Linked DNA regions of Mus musculus: region 1 is linked to region 2. A link is a contact called in public HiChIP or PLAC-seq data. All regions are on one chromosome and are shown on one strand. Each heading gives the region's core, a stretch centred on a gene start, on an enhancer-like site or on the middle of the called end of the contact. The rest is flanking DNA. Distances are from core to core; before and after follow the strand shown.

The links. HiChIP or PLAC-seq counts read pairs in DNA pulled down with a chosen protein or histone mark.
Region 1: an H3K27ac HiChIP or PLAC-seq map of bone marrow-derived dendritic cells shows a contact between it and region 2, with 15 times the contacts expected there. The contact joins two enhancer-like sites. A contact is called at or near these places in 1 of 39 promoter capture datasets (embryonic stem cells) and 1 of 115 datasets of contacts at active chromatin or transcription factors (bone marrow-derived dendritic cells).

Annotation. Positions count from the first base shown.
Region 1 is chr8:69,004,165-69,006,864 of GRCm38.p6, reverse strand. No RefSeq gene overlaps it. Among named protein-coding and RNA genes, the nearest start is that of Gm33103, 3.0 kb to the right of the region's middle. Within about 2 kb of position 1,429, at least 37 of the 459 cell types and tissues checked have an H3K27ac peak or open chromatin away from gene starts, as enhancers often do. A contact at or near this core is called in bone marrow-derived dendritic cells, where this site is marked.
Region 2 is chr8:66,489,430-66,492,364 of GRCm38.p6, reverse strand. No RefSeq gene overlaps it. Among named protein-coding and RNA genes, the nearest start is that of Tma16, 4.4 kb to the right of the region's middle. Within about 2 kb of position 1,549, at least 46 of the 459 cell types and tissues checked have an H3K27ac peak or open chromatin away from gene starts, as enhancers often do. A contact at or near this core is called in bone marrow-derived dendritic cells, where this site is marked.

The DNA.
Region 1 (2,700 bases), core at 180-2,679, 2.5 Mb before region 2:
AAATACTGCTTTAGGGCCAGTGGGATGGCTCAGGGTGGGAAGGAGCTTGCCTCCCAGCCTGGTGATGTAACTTAAATCCCTGGAATTTAAATGGTGGAAGGAGAGAACCAACTTTCTCAAATTATTCTCTGGCTTACACACACACACAGACACACACACACACACACAGACACACACACAGACACACACACAGACACACACACACACATTGAGACACAGATGTGCTCCACCACCACATGCTCACAAAATAAATAAGTATTTTTTTTAAATAGAAATTCTGTGTTATTTCACTGCATACTCAAAAGAACAAGCTTTTGAGGAAGATAAAAATAGAATTTTTTTAATCCCTGTGTTATAGACAGGAAAGTTGAAACTTGCTGAATATGAGTTTCCCTTTACCATAGGGTATCTCTGGACCCCGAGATTCCCTTAGTTAACATACCTTCATTTTTTAGTTGCCTAATTTATGATAATGTACTCTAGCAACTAGAAAGGAAAAATATCTTGTAAGTGTTGAATATCCACACAACTAAGTAATGAACCCCTATTCTTTACATCATGAGTGATAGATGTTAGTGGACATGGATATGAGCAAGAATCAGCTATTTACACGGATTCCTCCCAGCCACCCAGGTCTGTTTGCTTTTGGACAAAGGCACAGAGGGAAAAGGAGAGGGGACATTTCTCAGTGCTTGTCCTTTCCTGCTATGAGCTCATGCTTTCAGCTCCAAGGCCTTTCTGAGAATTAGAGGTAGGTGGGGGAGCAAGTGCATGAATACTGCTTCCCCTTGTCTGAAATAAAAAAGGGAACAGTGAAAACAGCGTAAGGGAAGCTGGGCCTTGCCCCCCACATCAGGGCTGAGCTTGTGGCCTAAATTTGACCAGCGTTACCTAGAGTAGCAGAAGCTCCTATCCTCTCCCAGGGAAGACCTAGCCGTCCCCAAAGTGTATCAAATCGGAGATGCTTGGAGCCTATGAGGGAGTTGTTTCCAAGGTTACTTTCCTTAAACACTAAACTACAAATACATCCCAGTTCTTTTACAAACCAATAAATTAAAAACACATCGCTGAAGCCTCTTGTATAGACCACATTGAGCAGAGTCTTTTTTCATAATGATTAAGGTCATGGCTGGAAATACCAGTCCTGCTTGGTTGCTATAACAACACTGATTGCTGTCAGGGCCCGAGGAAGCACATTGGAAATTAGAGAGATAATTTTCTAGTCCCTGAACTAAAACAGGATAATCTTACATTGATGCATCATTTATAAATAGGCATAATTTTAAGCCTTAAATGTCTTGAATTGTTAGTAATTTTTTTACATGTCTCTTTTCCATCCCTGAATTAAAGGCTACTTAGAAGCAGGAACTACACAGTGCTTCTGAGTGCCACATATCACTCACTGTCCAACCACAGATGGGAGACTCATCAAATATTCAGTGGCCAGAATGAGCTGGCAAAAGTGAACTTTCAGGGCTGGTAAGATGGCTCAAGGTAGGTTAAAGGAATTGCTGCCAATCTTGACCTTTCAGGCTCAATCCCCTGGTCCGACTCTTGTTGTAAAGTTATTACGGCTTGTCCTCTGATGTCCACACATGCATCATGGAACATGTGACTCCACATTTTCAAAAGTGAATCTATTTTTTTTTAAAGAATAAGAACTATCTAGAATAAGCCATCAGGATATATAAGAGGGAGGATAAAGTGAGTGATTCAGTGGAAGGATTTGACACAGTGAAGACCGTTTTGAGTCAACTTACAAAGATGCAGGTCAGAGTATGTTAAAGGTAACAAAATAAATTGCCAGAGATCTACATTCTGGAGAGATTTTCCTTTTTCAGAGCTAGAGACTACCATCATATTGATATTCATTCTCCCTGGGTGATCTTGCAGATGGCACACTGGATATAACTGTTGCCTAAATCCCAAATAAAATGTCTATAGGCCTTGAAAGAGAACTTTGAAAGTTAAAATAAGGAAGTGCAGCCAAAAATAGTGAAGATATTTTTAAATATGAAGAGTAAGGCAAGAAAATCTGCCTTAGCAAATAACACATTTATTAACAAATTTATGCAAAGTAGTTAAGCAAGTATGGTACTAGGTTGGAGACAGGGCTCAATGGTTAAAACACTGGCTGCTTTTCCAGAGGACCTGGGTTCTAGTCCCAGCATGCTTCTGATGGCTCACAACATAAATCACAACAGTTCTAGTGGATCTGTTGTCCTCTTCTGACCTCCAGAAGCACCAGGCACACAGGTGAGTGGTATACTGGCTTCAATGTGGAAAGATAATGAACTATCAGTGGTGAAGAAATGGAGAACAAAATTAAATGATTATTATCCATTGTTGAAGGAATGAGCTGGAACTCAGTCTTACGTACATCTGTGATGATCACCTTTAACACTGGACCTGGCACAACTGTATCACCTAGGAAAAGAGACTCAATAAGGCATTGTTCACTTTGAGTTGGTCTGTAGACATTCCTGTGGGCAATTTATGTGGGAAGACTAAACCAACTCTGGGCATCACCATTCCCTAGGCAGGAGGTTCCTGAAATGTATGAGTGGAAAAAATGAGTGGAGCTTAGGCAAGCAAGTGAGTAGTGAATGTATTAATTTCTGACTCTGATCTTGATTCTAAGTGCAACGTCACCACCAGCACACACTGGTACATATAAAGAATTAATACTTCAAACATCGC
Region 2 (2,935 bases), core at 300-2,799:
ACATACTTACTAGCCGTTTATATTTCTTCATTGAAATGGTCTGTTGGTCGGTCTGTTTGCTGATTTGCAGGCTGGTCTTTTGTGTTTAATTTTTGCTGTTCTTTATAAATTCTAGATGTTAGTGCTACGATCTAAGTGACAGGTGGCACAAAGTCACACCATGAGACAGATCTCGAGGCAGGGTGGGGGGGGGGGTGATGTGGAGGCTGCATCTGGGCAAGAGTGGAGGGGAAAGGAGAATAAGAACTGGCTTGCGATAAGGGGATAGAAGGGACATGTGTGTGTATAGGGATGGTATGCAACTCATGTGGACAGTGGAATTGTGTCATGTTTTGGCAGCTAGTTGATGACATATCAACTGCCCTGAGGGAGGGCAGGCCACTAGTATTTCCCTTTTTCAAGTTGGGGGTGATACATGGAGAAGAGCTCTTAGCATATTCTGACTGTAGATGCAATAGCGGCCCAATATAATAAAAGCACAGTTCAAATCTTGCCCCTCTTGGTGTCACTGCTGGGATGGCAGGAATGACACTTTCTTGACCTTGAGTCATCAGTTTTCTCCCCAGTTCATCCAGGACCTCCAGCTGGTGGTCCAAACCACACTCACCTTTGAAGGAAAAATTGACTCTCTGACTGCCGTGGTACTCCAAGACCGACAGGGACTAGATCTTCTTACAGCTGAAACAGTCTTAGTCTCTCCCTCCAAAAGGAATGCTGCTTCTATGTCAATCAATTGGGTATAGTAAAAAACAGAATCCAACAACATTAAGCATATCTCACAAACCGTAAGGAACAATGCTTCCAACCCTTTGAGAAGCCCATAAGGAAGTGGATATAGCTCTTTCTGACTCTGTTTCTTTTTCCTGCGTTTAATATTGCACCCTGCTTTATAAATTTCTTCTTTGCATTTCTCCAATGAAATTTTAAAAAAAATCTCTAATCAAATGATTAATCTGTTATTGTTACAAGACTACCAACCACTAGTCACAGAGCCTGAGGCTCAAGCCTCCTGAATGTGGCCTGGAGATTGTGAGGATCAACAGGGTCCCAAAGATGACAATGCCCCCAGGCAGCAGGAAGTAGTCTGAAGAGCATGGCCTCTTCCTGCCTCACCATTACCCTTTCTTACTGTAAGGATTATGTTTATATGCATGTGTGAAGATCTGTCTCTGTCCTTTTTCCCTGCTGAAGGCATCTTTGGATCCGTCAAAACAAAAGTCTGATGACCAATAAACTGAGGCAGGATTAGAAGGGGGACAACCAACAGAGAGAAAGGAACTCTGGGAAAGAGTCAGGCCTGGGAACTTTTGCCACCTGGACTCAGGGAAAGGCAGAAGTATGAAACTGAGAAGAGGTAGGCCTAGGTATTTATCGATAATTAAATAGCCTCCAAATCATTATTCAGGAGCGTGGGTGGGAAAATCCATAGTTACACTTTCTAGTTCCTCATCCTTTATAATAAACTGAAAGGGATGTTAGCAACCTGGCTTCTCCATTGGCCTGTGCTCATGACCTAACCACAGCCGAATATGCAAGTCATCACTAGCTGTCAAGATACAATTAGCTTCCCTGTCTGAAGCAAAGCCGGCAGATTATTCTCACATCCTGTAAGCTGACTGTTCAGTCTGCTGCTGGCTTTTGTTATAGTGCAGAAACTTAAACTTCATAGAGTCCTATTTACTAATTCTTGGTACCACTACTGACATCTACTTCAAGATCTACTGAAGTCCAGATCAGAAGTTTCCTACCTATACCTGTATCATGAAATGTGTTTCCTATGTTTTCCTCCAGAGGTTTTGGCATATCAGGTTTTAAATTAAGGTCTTTGGCTCCCTTTGAATTGATTTTCATATCACTTTACAAAGTGAGAGATCCAGACTTGATTGCGTTTTTGTGAAGGTGTAAGCACTTTGTAATCATTCCCATTGTTGAAATCTGTCTTTTCTCCATCCTCCCAACCTAATCAAAACTCACATGGCCATAGCTGTGTAAGGCAATTCCTGGGTTCTCTGAGAGGCTTCATTGATCGACATTTCTGTCTTTGTTGTGTGTCTTTATCACAACAGCATTATGACGTAATTTGGGATTAGGTATCATGCTCTTTCCCAGAAGTATTGCTATACCACAAGGTCTGTGCTATGTTTCTGTCAACATAGAAGTATGGAAAGTCTTTCCATGTCTCTCTTCTTTGGTTTCTTTCTTTTTCTTTCTTTCATTTTTTCCCCTTTCTTTCTTTCTTTCTTTCTTTCTTTCTTTCTTTCTTTCTTTCTTTCTTTCTTTCTTTCTTCCTTCCTTCCTTCCTTCCTTCTTTCTTTCCTTCCTTCCTTCCTTTCTCTCTCTTTCTTTCTTTCTTTCTTTCTTTCTTTCTTTCTTTCTTTCTTTCTTTCTTTCTTCTCTCTCTCTCTCTCTCTCTTTGCCAATGTATAGATCTTTCACTTCCTTAGTTAAGGATGTTCCAAAGTACTATATTTATTTGTTTATTTATTTATTTATTTATTTATTTATTTATTTTTGTTTGTTTTTTTGAGACATGGTTTCTCTGTGTAGCCTTGGCTGCCTTGGAACTCACTCTGTAGGCCACGCTGGCCTCGAACTCAGAAATCCACCTGCCTCTGCATCCCAAGTGCTGGGATTAAAGGCCTGTGCCACCACTGCCTGGCATACTTTATATTTTTGGAAGCTATTATGAATAGAATATTTTCCTAAATTTTTCCCAGTGAGTTGATTATTGATAGATGTGCAGACCTTTGACTTTTTTATATGTCAGTTTTGTATCCTGCAAATTTACTGAAAATGTCTACTAGGTCTAATAGTTTAAGATCTTTTAGCTATAGATAATATAATCTGTCAATACAGATAATTTGACTTTTTCTTTACTTTTTTAAATACAGTTTGTACCTTCTTGTCTTGTGGCTCTAGTTAAGACTTCAAGTAC